Regions from separate parts of the Sus scrofa genome. Here all the other regions are linked to region 3. The links are chromatin contacts, called in public HiChIP or PLAC-seq maps. All regions are on one chromosome and are shown on one strand. The core of a region is the stretch at or near the end of the contact, and the rest is flanking DNA. Distances in the headings are between cores, read along the strand shown. Region 1 overlaps LOC106507939. Region 2 overlaps STARD13 (stAR-related lipid transfer protein 13). Region 3 overlaps LOC110255744 (a long non-coding RNA gene). Region 4 overlaps STARD13 (stAR-related lipid transfer protein 13).

Region 1 (2,732 bases), core at 191-2,690, 180 kb before region 3:
AATCAGATTGTTATTTAATTGGAATGCATAATATAAAAAATTTTATCCAAATAATAGAAATACTGCCTAACCAAATACTCTACTCGTGTGATCTTTTCACCAGAAAGAACATGTCTAATGAAGGGAGGTTTTTTCCTTATTTGTAGTCTTCATTCAAAGTTATTATCTCTGCACAGTAAATGTATACTCTAGTCCGAGGTGCTACACTGCCGCCCAGGAGCCCTGCAGGCAGATCGCTGGGTCCATGATAAACAAACTTAGAGGAAAAACCCTGACAAACTTAGAAGATAAAAATCCCCCTTTGCAACTAAAACGGACATAACTGAGCCTTCTGCAGGACTTTCTAGCTAAGATTTTCTGCATGATCAGTCCCAGAAAGACCCTGAAGTTTGCTATTTTCTAGTCCTGTAACTTCCTATCCCATACTCATGTGTAGGTTGTAAGGACTCAGACTCAACTTTCCAGATGACTTCAGGGACAAAGAATTGCTCATTTGTTATATACCAATCTTGACATTTCAAATTGTGATTGAAAACAATCTTCTTTAATTAACTATGTTGATTCTGGTGAAAAGATCAGACAAGAGTAGCATATTTAGTTGGGCAATATTTCTATTTTAGTGTCTTTTTAACTATAGTCTTTCAGTCCCAAGTTGATATACATATATTAATTTCTCAGCTTGCCCCATAGAGAAGGTACAAATATAAATAAAACTCTACAACTCTACTTGGAAAATAAAGATTTTACCCACAACACAACTCTTTTACTCATATTACCCATCGTGAAAAATCCTTTTGTCCCTTTAATGGGCAAATACATTATTTAAAAGCTACCTGCTCAAATGTGGGAGAATCTTTATAGAAGTGTTAAATCACAATTAGCATTAAATATACATTTACCTTCAAGTATTCTGAAATTAAAACTGACTGTAATGTTTTCCTCTAAAGTACACGCTAAAGCATTCTGCTTGCCTAGGCTTTTACTAATATATGTTTTTTTCTGCTCTTCCATTTTCCAACTACCTTTTATATTACATATATAATATTTAGTATATAGATATATTTAACAGATATTTAATAGATAATAAGTTTAATATATATAAATTTTACAGGAGAAAATTATAGGAAGGTAGTGGACAGAAGAGTCTTCCCAGGGGATTGGTGCAGTAATGCTTTCAGCACAGAGAAGAGGGGAGGGGTCTCCTTTTCTTTTTTTTTGTCTTTTTACCTTTTCTAGGGCCGCTCCCATGGCAGCTCATGGCAGCTCATGGCAACGCGGGATCGTTAACCCACAACCTCATGAGGAAGGCCAGGGATCAAACCCACAATCTCATGGTTCCTAGTCAGGTTCATTAACCACTGCACCTTGACGGGAACTCCATACTGCATCCTGCTCCCTTCTCACCTAAGCTTTTGTCCTGCTAGAGGTAAATTCTCCCTGGAGCACAACACAAGGTGGTGCTGTTGTATTTATGCTAAACCAGCTGCAGGCCCAGCCACTAAGGCTATCTATAGATTTGATCTGAAAGTATTAAGTGCCAAAGGAGGGGGGGTGGAACTGGGTTTTGCATATGTAAGTGTCTATCCTGTAGTTATCCCTTCAGATAAGAAAAGCTGAGTTGAAAGAAGGAGGAGGAGTGTAGGTTTCTTCCATCTTCGGAAGCTTCTGGGGAAACCATCTTAACAAAACAAAGTGAAAGTGCCAATGGGTTCCTTTGTTACTAAATTACAGAAGCCTAGAAATATTAAGATCTTATCTAATCCATTACTCTGTTTTTTTATATGATTTCATATATTAAATTATCAGCCAATTAAACTTTTCCTTTGTTTTTAAAATTTCCCAGGGAAGGGGAAAAGGCAAATTAACATTCCCTAGTGTCAATCCCTTCCTCTGTCCCTGGGGTCGGATTGTCCCACTCCTCTCTGCACAAGGGATGGAGAGGATTTCATCAGCAGGCCAGATAATGAGGGGCAAAAAAAGACTGGAAATCAGGGAGCTTGGATTCTCCTCCCTCACTGGACCCACGACAGAGTCCTCAGATTCAGCATCTCCGAAGTGAAAAGGCTGGACTAGCATTTATGGTTTCCACAAATACTTGCATCAGAAAATCACCTGGGAAAGGCAGCTTACAAAATCCTTCCATCGGAAAATCCAGGGTGGGGCCTAGAAATTGTAATTAAAAAATAAAAACCAGAGGTCTTCCCCCTTTTTGCCTATCTGAAGATAGAGAAATTAGATATAAATTCATAGGCAGGCAGCCCTGCATGGGTCTAATGACTGGTAAGTAGGCAGCACTAGATTAACTCTGTTAACTCTTAAATCCCATCTGGCTTTAAAATGTTCAGTCATCCTTAACACAAAAGCCCCTGAAAAATAAAAGTAAATGGTACCAGATCCAAAGTAACTTTCTCTTGAATTGTATTCCCCGCCTTTTGAGCAATTTGTTATGTGTAGATCTAAAAGTGTTTTCTAAATTTTTCATATCTGTGAAAATGGGAGGAACAGAACTATCACCATGGTAAAAATGCAATAATACTTCCTACCTGCTATTTTATTTTGCTATAATTGTAACTACGAATTGGTTGAGAGTTATGAAAATAGTACTTTCACCATTCAGTTTTTATTTGTATAAAACTGGAAAGTTAAGAAGCTGGTCAAATAATTGGCCAGTATATAAGTTAATTTATAAGTCACATTGTGGCAAATTCAGATATATAGGAGTCACTTACAAA
Region 2 (2,812 bases), core at 153-2,652, 210 kb after region 3:
TCGCTTGCTTCTGTAACGCAGGGATGACGTGGAATTGAGACAGGTTCTTTTCAGCTCATTAACTGTCAGTCATGCTTCCTTTGGCTGCTGGAGCTTGTGCAGCTGCATCCAGAGGTGCAGGCGAGCCATGCCTCCTGGGCTGGGGCAGAACTTTCCACTGGGTCACCCGAGGGAAAAGGAAAGTGGAAGTTTGGATTGGTCATGGAGAGACACCGTCGTTTATTAACATTTCAGTGCATTTAGATCAAATACTTGGATCTGGGGAGTGATGATGTGGACTTTTGATCAATTCTAAGCGACAGATTTTAGCTCTTGAAACGATGACAAAATCTTTAAAACCCTAACAGTTACTTACACGTACTCTTGTTGAGGATTCCCTCGTATGTACCAGGAACCCTTTTCAGCACTACGTATATTACTCTGTAATTTTCTTAAAAGACTCAAGAATTAAATTTACTCACCTGGGCAATAGACACAGTAAAGCCTAACAGGCCTTTGATATTCATTGTTCAGAGGCATAGACAAAGACTCAGAGTTAAATAACTTTCCCAAAGTATCCTGGCAAGTAGGTGGCAGAGCTGGGCTTTGAACTGGAGTCTTTGTGATTCAGAAGCCCACGTTCTTCACCATGGACAACCCTGGCACCCTCGTAATTAGGTAATAAGCCTGTCTACCCAGCACCCAGGCAGGCTGTTTGGGGTTTCTTCATCACTTGGGACCTCCTTGCTCCTCTCCCTCCCTCTTCTCCCCCTCCAGCCCCTCAAGTTGTTGAAGGACTTTATTCTGTATCCAAAACCAGCAGCAATTCCTCACGCTCATTCTCTCTACTAACCACCCCCCACCACTCTCTTGAGGGCTGGCTGCTCTTCAGCGAGGGCGCCCTGTCCAAAGTAAACATCAAGGCAGCAGCATTTGGCCTTTGGCAAGGAATCTAGCAAGGTTATGTAGGAACAAGCATACCGGAGTTAAAAAACCAGATTCCTCCACCCCCAAACTCCTTACCCACCTTCTCTACCCTGCAAAATGCCGCCCTTCTTCCTAGAAAGTGCCGGGGGTGGATGCTGTGCTCCCCCAGATTTCCCAGGGATCTTGGGGCCCTGGAGCTTGGCAACACATGTGATCTTCACCAGGGGCCGTAGCAGGTGAGAATCGAGGCGGGAATCAGGTCAGACCGGCAGTGTTCTCTGGACCCTGGACCTCTGCTCATCACTTCCGTAGTGGAAGGAAAGCATGTGTTCAACCAGGGTCTCCATTTCCTGAGAGAAGCCCTGAACTAGAGTTGTTTTTTTTGGTTTTTGTTTTTTTGTTTTTTTTTTGCCCAGATTGTGCAGTTTTGACCTCAGCCACAGCCGCGGCCTGCAGAGCAGAATAGCTGCAGTTGCGCTCTGCACTTGTAGCTGGAGAACAGTAGCCAGTCAGAAGAAAATACCGATGTTCTGCCAACTTCTGCTGTTTGTGAAATTTTGCCAGAAGCAAAAACAGGATCAAAAATAATAAACAGACCTCCTCCCTTGTTGGATGACTGCTATTTACATAAAGAGATTGGTGGGACTGACTGTGCTTGTGTGACTGCTCCAGGCAGGGAGTTTGTAAGGAGAAACGGTTAAGTTTTTGGTGCTTGGTGGCATGTGATTTGAGGTTTTCTCAAATAACTGGGTTTGTAGGCACAACCCATGATATAGGTGGTAGTGCTGCTTCTTCAATACAAGCAGCCTAAATTGTGGAGAAAGCAACCAGACACATGAATTACATTCAGCTACAAAACTTCCACAGGGAAAATGAATCTTGAAGACAAAGGAACAATGTGACTCTTAAGATAGTGAGGTTTCTCGAGTGAAAAGAGAAACCTGACCCGTAGAGCAAGCTCAGGGGACTGGAAACCAGGAGGCCTGGTTCCAGGACACTTTTGTCCTGACCTGATGATCATGGATGTTTTGATTTAATCTCCCAGTGCCTCAGTTTCTTGTTCTGTCAAATGGGAATCATCCCAGCTCCTGCTATCCAGTGGTCTTATCAAGAGAAAAGAGAATTGCTGCGAATTTGATTCAGATGAAAGGAGTCCTCCTCAGTTCTGGCCAAGTGAGGCCAGGCACCTGTTGGGAAGGGATCTCAGGGCCTGAGCACAGGAGCCATGCAAAGCAAGCCCCAGCGCTTCAGTCCTCAGCTGGACGTAAAACATCACTCTTCTCTCCCTTCAATAGTGATGTATATCACCCCTCAAGGATGTGAGAATAATGGGCCTCTCTGTGGTTTGTTGTTTTTTTTTAAGTGTTTGTTTCTCTTTCTCTCTCTCTCTTTTTTTTTTTTTTTTTTTTTTTTTTTTTTTTTTTTTTTTTTGTTTCTCTTTCTCTCTCTCTCTCTCTCTTTTTTTTTTTTTTTTTTTTTTTTTTTTGACCATTTCTACAGCATGTGGACGTTCCTGGCAGGGGTCACACCTGCGCCGCAGCAGTGACCCAAACTGCTGCCGTGACAGTGCTGGATCCTTAACCCACTGTGCCGCAAGAGAACTCTGTTTTGTTTTTAATTTGTTCCCAAATAGCCCAACACTACTAACTCTTTTATATTTTTTTATATTTGATGTGCTCTGAGGGAAAATGTAATTAATTAGGGTCATTTGAAACACCACTTTTCCTTCTTATTTTTCTGCCACTCTGAGATGTCGAGAATTTTACTTGTGTTTTTTACTCAGCTAGTGAATATTGTTTCACCCTTGATAAATAATTTCTTACAATCACGAGCAGAATAAAACCTTCTAAAGTGAAAGACACTGTGTGATCGACTGGGGGACTTTGACAAGTCAAAGTGTCACAGA
Region 3 (2,836 bases), core at 186-2,685:
TCTCCTTTCTGCAATAAAGTAAATTTGATCTATTTGAAAGTGCTTTGTTAATTGTGAAACTCTTATACGTGCATGGCTTATTGGCTAAAAAAAGGCTGCTCTGTGGAGATGAGCTATCAGGAACAGCTACCTGGAAAAATCCATCCTGCCAGTGCATCATTAAATCTCAGAAACGTGCTCCCCTAAGTGGGTAACGGAGAGTTAGTGGAGGTGAGGGAGGGCTGCCTTCCTGTTGGGGGCATTCTTAGATTTGTTTTATCAAAACATTTATTGCTCCTCTTTAGAACCTTCAGCCCATGACTCTCATATATTTAGTGTGAGGGCATATACTGCTCAATAATTAGGTTCCCCCCCTCAACGTGGGCTTTCGGTGGCTTCATAAAAGTGATAAGTGGCTCTTCTTGGACTTGTAAAGTAGAGATTGGCAGGCAATTTAAAGTCAAGATTTCCCAGTAGAATCATCACTACCAACAAGATCACATCCTGGCTCTCCTGTACTCTGAGAAATGTTAAAATAAGGCCAAGATTTTTATGGTCCCCATGCTCTACTGCCCAAAGACTTTTCTACCCTTCATTTCTCCTGTGCCAGCAACAGCTACGTTCTCCCAGTTGTGTCCCCTTGGGGTCCACAGACATACATGGACGCTCCTAAAATCAGTCATTTCAAGTGGCTCTGGGTTTTGCAGAGACAATTGTGTGAGTGAGAAAAATTACTTTCTTGGAAAATGGCTTTGGAAAACACAAAAGCATTTTACAACAGGTGACAGCTGGAAATCACAGTGCACTCAGAACCTTTTATAAATAGCCTCTGCAGATACTCCCTGTAATGATAATTATAGCACTTTAAATAAAGTATAGGGTTTGCTCACACATGATTCCATTTGACCTTCACCACGACCTCGTCAGGGCATTTGAAAGATTCCACGTTTTTGATGCAGAATCGGAAGCCCAGAATATTTGAGTGCCTTGTGACAAGGTCACACAGCTCATGTTTAACCACCAGCACTCCCGGTGCTTGCCTTTCTACCACGTTACCTCCTCCTCTCTCTAAATTGTGTTTTCTGGACGATAAATCCTGGAAGCAACACACTTATTTTGAGGCTCCCATTTATGATAACTCCAACTCTACAATTTCGGCCAGCCAGTCTTAGGGTCTTTTTTTCCCCTAGGAATCTTGGCAGGGGTGAGGGGTTGGGGGGCAGAAGCTCATACATGTTTGGGAGTTGGACTTGTTGGCTGCATGGTAGCAGGCACCTTTTTTATTATTTTATGACCCAGTTTGAAATCTATGAGGTCATCTATGACTGCCTATATCATGGAGCAGCTGAAACTCTCCAAAGGTACCGAGGCTGCCTAAGCATTATGCTCTTGAACTTGTCTGGTCCAGCTTTAGGCTGTTTCCTAATGCAGCTCAGAGCTCCAGCTATAAAGTGACCTTTGCCCCACCCTCAACTCCAGCTTCCATTGTTACAAATGCTGTTAAACAGTGCCCTCAACAGAGTCTTTAAGGAAACTGCTCTTTTTTATTTGTTTTTTTCTTACTCCATTTTTGTTATATTCCCCTTGCCCTGAGAGGTGCACAGGTGCTAAGCCTGAGAAATATCGAGGTAACAAGCCCCACGCTGTCAACAATGTCCTACTAAGTTTAAACACAACTGTCCTGCCTTTGGATGTGCTCTCTCCCTGAATAACCTTAAACCTCTCCAGCCAACAGACTCTGTGGGACCTAGCCTGCCCTTCCTACCCACTGGCCAGACAAGTCCTTAATTTAGACGATCAAGCTGAGAACCCTACATTCACAACTGCTAGAACGATTTTCCTCAAACACTCGAGTTTTTTCTCAGTTACTTTGTGAACATCTATCAGATCAAAGCCAGATTTTTTTTTCTGCCTGAAAAAAGGTCCTTCATCAGCTGTTCATTTTATCATATTATTTTTCATGCCCCTCCCTCCATACGATGTCAGATGTGTGTGTAGTGGGCATTGTCTACGAATATCAGTGGGTTAATTGGGTATATTAACAGGCTGTGGATGACAGACGAGAGACTGACACTTCTTTCTCAGGCATATTTCTAGATATTTTTATTAGCACTTAAAATTTTTTCAAGCTGTGTAACTTTTATTTATCATCAGCATCTTTTCTATCTTCTCTTCCTTGTGAGCCTACATAATGTTAGCAGTGAATGGTACCATCTTTTTGGTCAATGAGGGAGACCACGTTAATTAGCAGAGCATTGTGTTGGTTATTAATCACACCAGACCTCAAGTTAAAGAGGAATCTGCTCCGGAGCTCATATCCTGAGGAAGGTTATAGTAATTCAGATCTATTCTGTGAAAGGACACGCGATACTCACGTAAATACATAGTGTCTTAGCATGAAAAAAACCATCAAAACTTTGTGTGAGCATTGCTGCAAGTGGTTTTATGTTGTCTAGAGTTTAAGAATGAGTCATGAGAACTGCATATTCAGAGAGGATATGGCCAGGTTAAAAAATAAATCAGCCCTCTCTTCCTTTTTGGAGAGACTTCAAGGAGGAAATGAGATTTCCAACCCTCTTTCGGTATGAGGAGGAAGTTGAGGTTTGTGGAGGCCAAAGAATCCTAAAACTCTCTCCTCCAACTGAGGAAATATATCCAGGTATCAGAAAGAGATCACAATAAAAATGCTGTCACTGATAAATCTAGATTGGAGACCAAGTCTTAAACCCAAAATCACCTTCGTATTTTCCTCTTACTATTTTCCTGAATAAAACTCACTCATTGGTTCCAGGAAAATCAGCTGGACATTTATTCTGTTCTATAGAATAGAAGAGATAGGGGCTGAGGAAGGATCCCC
Region 4 (2,885 bases), core at 289-2,788, 220 kb after region 3:
ATGAGGACTCGGGTATGATCCCTGGCCTCGCTTATTGGTTGAGGATCTGGCGTTGCTATGAGCTGTGGTGTAGGTCACAGACGTGGCTCGGATCCAGTATTGCTGTGGCTGTGTCTTAGGCCTGCAGGTGCAGTTCCAACTCAACCCCTACCCCTGAGAACTTCCATATGCCGCCACAGGTGCAGCCCTAAAAAAGACCAAAAAAAAAAAAAGAAGCCATGACTGAAAGAGGAAGATGGCACCTATGTTTCCACCAGGGTCTCAGACGTCTGTTAGGAAGTGCAGGTTGTCCACAGTCATCTTAAGACTGCCAATGCCATGCTTTCTGCAGGACCGTGGAGATGGGGCAGGTGGGGCACAAACGCAGTGCCCTGGTTTAAAGGTAGGACTCTGTTGTGGTTCTCAGAGTTACCCGTATGACATTGTGATCTAGGGGATGTGACAGGGATGGGCCCGATCTTCTGTGCAGTGAGTAGAGTGGGCACCGCGTGGGCACTGACATTCTCTAACCCACCAGTCTCTCTGGTGCTCCCCTGCAAAAGAAACACGTCTCTGTCCTTCACAATCCTAAATCCTGCACACCGGCAGGATTATGACCTGTGAAATGCACAGGATCCAATTTAATGGGAAAAGCACTTTCAAATGAACATATTGCTGAATTATTTGATGTGGGAAAAGTTATAAAACCATCTAAACAAATGTTCTTCTTCGTGGATCATGAGATCTTCCGTGAATTGATTTTGAGCAGTTCACCTGTAATTCAGGAGAGACACGTACATACCTGCTGGGTCAGTACTGTTTATGGTGACAACATTGGTTTTCTGCCAACTGCTTCAACATCGTATTAGAAATGTTCTGTGTCTAGGCCTTGAACGTCGGGATTTATAAAGTGAGACCTATTCAAAACTGAAACTGTTGAGTACATGCAAAAATATGCAGAGGGGGAGAACTAAATACAGCCTGCAGAGCGAAAACCTTCTTAGGACTCAGTGTGGTTAAAGCAAATGACAGGGGACTGGTGTGCAGCTATTTCAGTGTTGCACATGGAATGTCTAGCACTCCTTTATCGCTGCTGCCCGCGCCGAGGCGGCCTCTTGAGGCCTGAGGCCATCCCAGCCAGCCTCACCCATGTTCTCATCGCCCTCTTGTCAAAAATAGGCAGGACACGGGGGTGGAGCAACCAAGAGCAGATTAAAGGCAGCGAATTCCAAATAAAGGGCAGCCTCTGAGACATAAAAGCTACCCACAGTCTCAGATAAATCATACATTCAACCAGAATAAATTGAAGTAGAAGGTGATGGGGTTTCCTTTTTTAGGCGCGAGAGGACCGTGTATCATATGGAAAATATAAACACAGTAGTGATCTAAATGCCTTGTTTAATATGTGATTATTTTTACATCTGAAGCCTTTCGGGATGAATAAAACCTGTTTGTTCGGATTTTGGGGGCTTTATCAGAAATTTGCAAAGGTAGGGTTTTGCTGGAGACGGTTTTTGGTTGGTTTTGGTTTTGGTTTTGGTCTTTTTACGGCCACACCCACGGCATATGGAGGTTCCCAGGCTAAGGGTTACAGCCATCGGCCTCTACCACAACCACAGCAACACCAGATCCAAGCTGCGTCTGCGACTTACGCCACAGCTCACGGCAATGCCGGATCCTTAACCCATTGAGCAAGGCCAGGGATTGAACGCACATCCTCACAGATACTAGTTGGGTTCGTTACCCACTGAGCCATGATGGGAACTCCTGGTTGGTCTATTTTGAAAAGGAAGTGAATTAACTTTTGAAATTATATCCAGGATTAGATGTTACTTATTTAAGTAGCAGCCTTACCTGATAAGCTAAACAGCGTGCCAGATCTGAGGCTTGCAGAAATAGCTTTCAAAATTCTCATCTATGTTAAAAATTTTTTCGTTATGGCTTACCCTAGGGGAAGAAGTAACCCAACGTATAGATATGGCTTTACTTGCTACCGACAGCCAGTTAGACCTTGTGACAAAAAGAAACTTTGAGAAGTATAAACATGGGTGTCCACTTCCTAAGAGTCTACCAGCCTATTACATGTTGCTGACATAATGATGTCTCAGATACTTCCTCTTTGAAAATACAAAAATAAACGACTCTGAAACCAAAAGGTCTACAAACAGTGGCTATTCAGTCTCTACATCTGTGCTGAAGGCACAGGGTTTTCTCATGACGACCGCAGCTGGGCTGGATGCAGCATGCTAATCTGGCACCCTGCGTTTGTAGAGCTTCCATTTTAATGAAGTGATTCATTTGGAAAGAGGTAGTGCAAAGAAGACAAGGCCCAAAGACTCCAGTGGCCTGAGAGGGTTCAGAGTCACATCATCTTATTGATGTGATCACACTGGCAGCCCTCAGATTGGAGCCAAGGAAACCTGTCAACCTGTGCTGGCTCCCACATCCTGGACACTAGCTATTTGCCCATATACCATCTCCTTTAATTCTCTGCTCCGTCATGTGAGGTTGATAATGATATTTTGCAATTAAAAATCTGAGACTCCGAGACATTACATAACTTGTCACTAAGCATCTTAGATTCCAAACTTTACATCTTGCTGAGCCCATCCTGTTTTCTCTCCTTCCTTTATGATGTCTTCCTTCTCTTTCTTTCCCAGTCCTGTCCCATTTTCCCATCCTTTTGTGCAGTCATGTGTTCAAAGTGTATTGAGCTACTACACCATGCCTGGCCCTGTGCTAGGTGCCAGGATTCACAGTGAGCAAGGCAGACGAGAACTTGGTCTTCATATAGCTGACAGTGCATTGAGATAGGATTAAGATGGCAGAATAGAAGGACTGGAGCTCACCCTCTCTCCTAAAAACAACAAAATTTGCAACCAAATACTGAGCAGTCATCAACCAAA

Evidence for each region. HiChIP or PLAC-seq counts read pairs in DNA pulled down with a chosen protein or histone mark.
Region 1: a contact with region 3 is called in an H3K27ac HiChIP or PLAC-seq map of skeletal muscle, with 6 times the contacts expected there. The contact joins two enhancer-like sites. A contact is called at or near these places in 1 of 5 promoter capture datasets (liver), 7 of 47 Hi-C or Micro-C datasets (embryonic fibroblasts, heart right ventricle, liver and 3 more) and 1 of 2 datasets of contacts at active chromatin or transcription factors (skeletal muscle).
Region 2: an H3K27ac HiChIP or PLAC-seq map of skeletal muscle shows a contact between it and region 3, with 4 times the contacts expected there. The contact joins two enhancer-like sites. A contact is called at or near these places in 2 of 47 Hi-C or Micro-C datasets (embryonic fibroblasts and fibroblasts) and 2 of 2 datasets of contacts at active chromatin or transcription factors (alveolar macrophages and skeletal muscle).
Region 4: a contact with region 3 is called in an H3K27ac HiChIP or PLAC-seq map of alveolar macrophages. The contact joins two enhancer-like sites. A contact is called at or near these places in 2 of 2 datasets of contacts at active chromatin or transcription factors (alveolar macrophages and skeletal muscle).

The regions. Positions count from the first base shown.
Region 1 is chr11:10,062,014-10,064,745 of Sscrofa11.1, reverse strand. The region is part of intron 3 of LOC106507939; the gene reads right to left. Among named protein-coding and RNA genes, the nearest start is that of RFC3, 83 kb to the left of the region's middle. Within about 2 kb of position 1,440, at least 21 of the 83 cell types and tissues checked have an H3K27ac peak or open chromatin away from gene starts, as enhancers often do. A contact at or near this core is called in retroperitoneal adipose tissue and skeletal muscle, where this site is marked.
Region 2 is chr11:9,675,836-9,678,647 of Sscrofa11.1, reverse strand. All of the region lies in intron 1 of STARD13 (stAR-related lipid transfer protein 13), which reads left to right. Among named protein-coding and RNA genes, the nearest start is that of STARD13, 61 kb to the left of the region's middle. Within about 2 kb of position 1,402, at least 39 of the 83 cell types and tissues checked have an H3K27ac peak or open chromatin away from gene starts, as enhancers often do. A contact at or near this core is called in skeletal muscle, where this site is marked.
Region 3 is chr11:9,880,955-9,883,790 of Sscrofa11.1, reverse strand. The region is part of intron 3 of LOC110255744 (a long non-coding RNA gene); the gene reads left to right. Among named protein-coding and RNA genes, the nearest start is that of STARD13, 140 kb to the right of the region's middle. Within about 2 kb of position 1,435, at least 23 of the 83 cell types and tissues checked have an H3K27ac peak or open chromatin away from gene starts, as enhancers often do. A contact at or near this core is called in alveolar macrophages, retroperitoneal adipose tissue and skeletal muscle, where this site is marked.
Region 4 is chr11:9,658,599-9,661,483 of Sscrofa11.1, reverse strand. The region is part of intron 1 of STARD13 (stAR-related lipid transfer protein 13); the gene reads left to right. Among named protein-coding and RNA genes, the nearest start is that of STARD13, 78 kb to the left of the region's middle. Within about 2 kb of position 1,538, at least 25 of the 83 cell types and tissues checked have an H3K27ac peak or open chromatin away from gene starts, as enhancers often do. A contact at or near this core is called in alveolar macrophages, where this site is marked.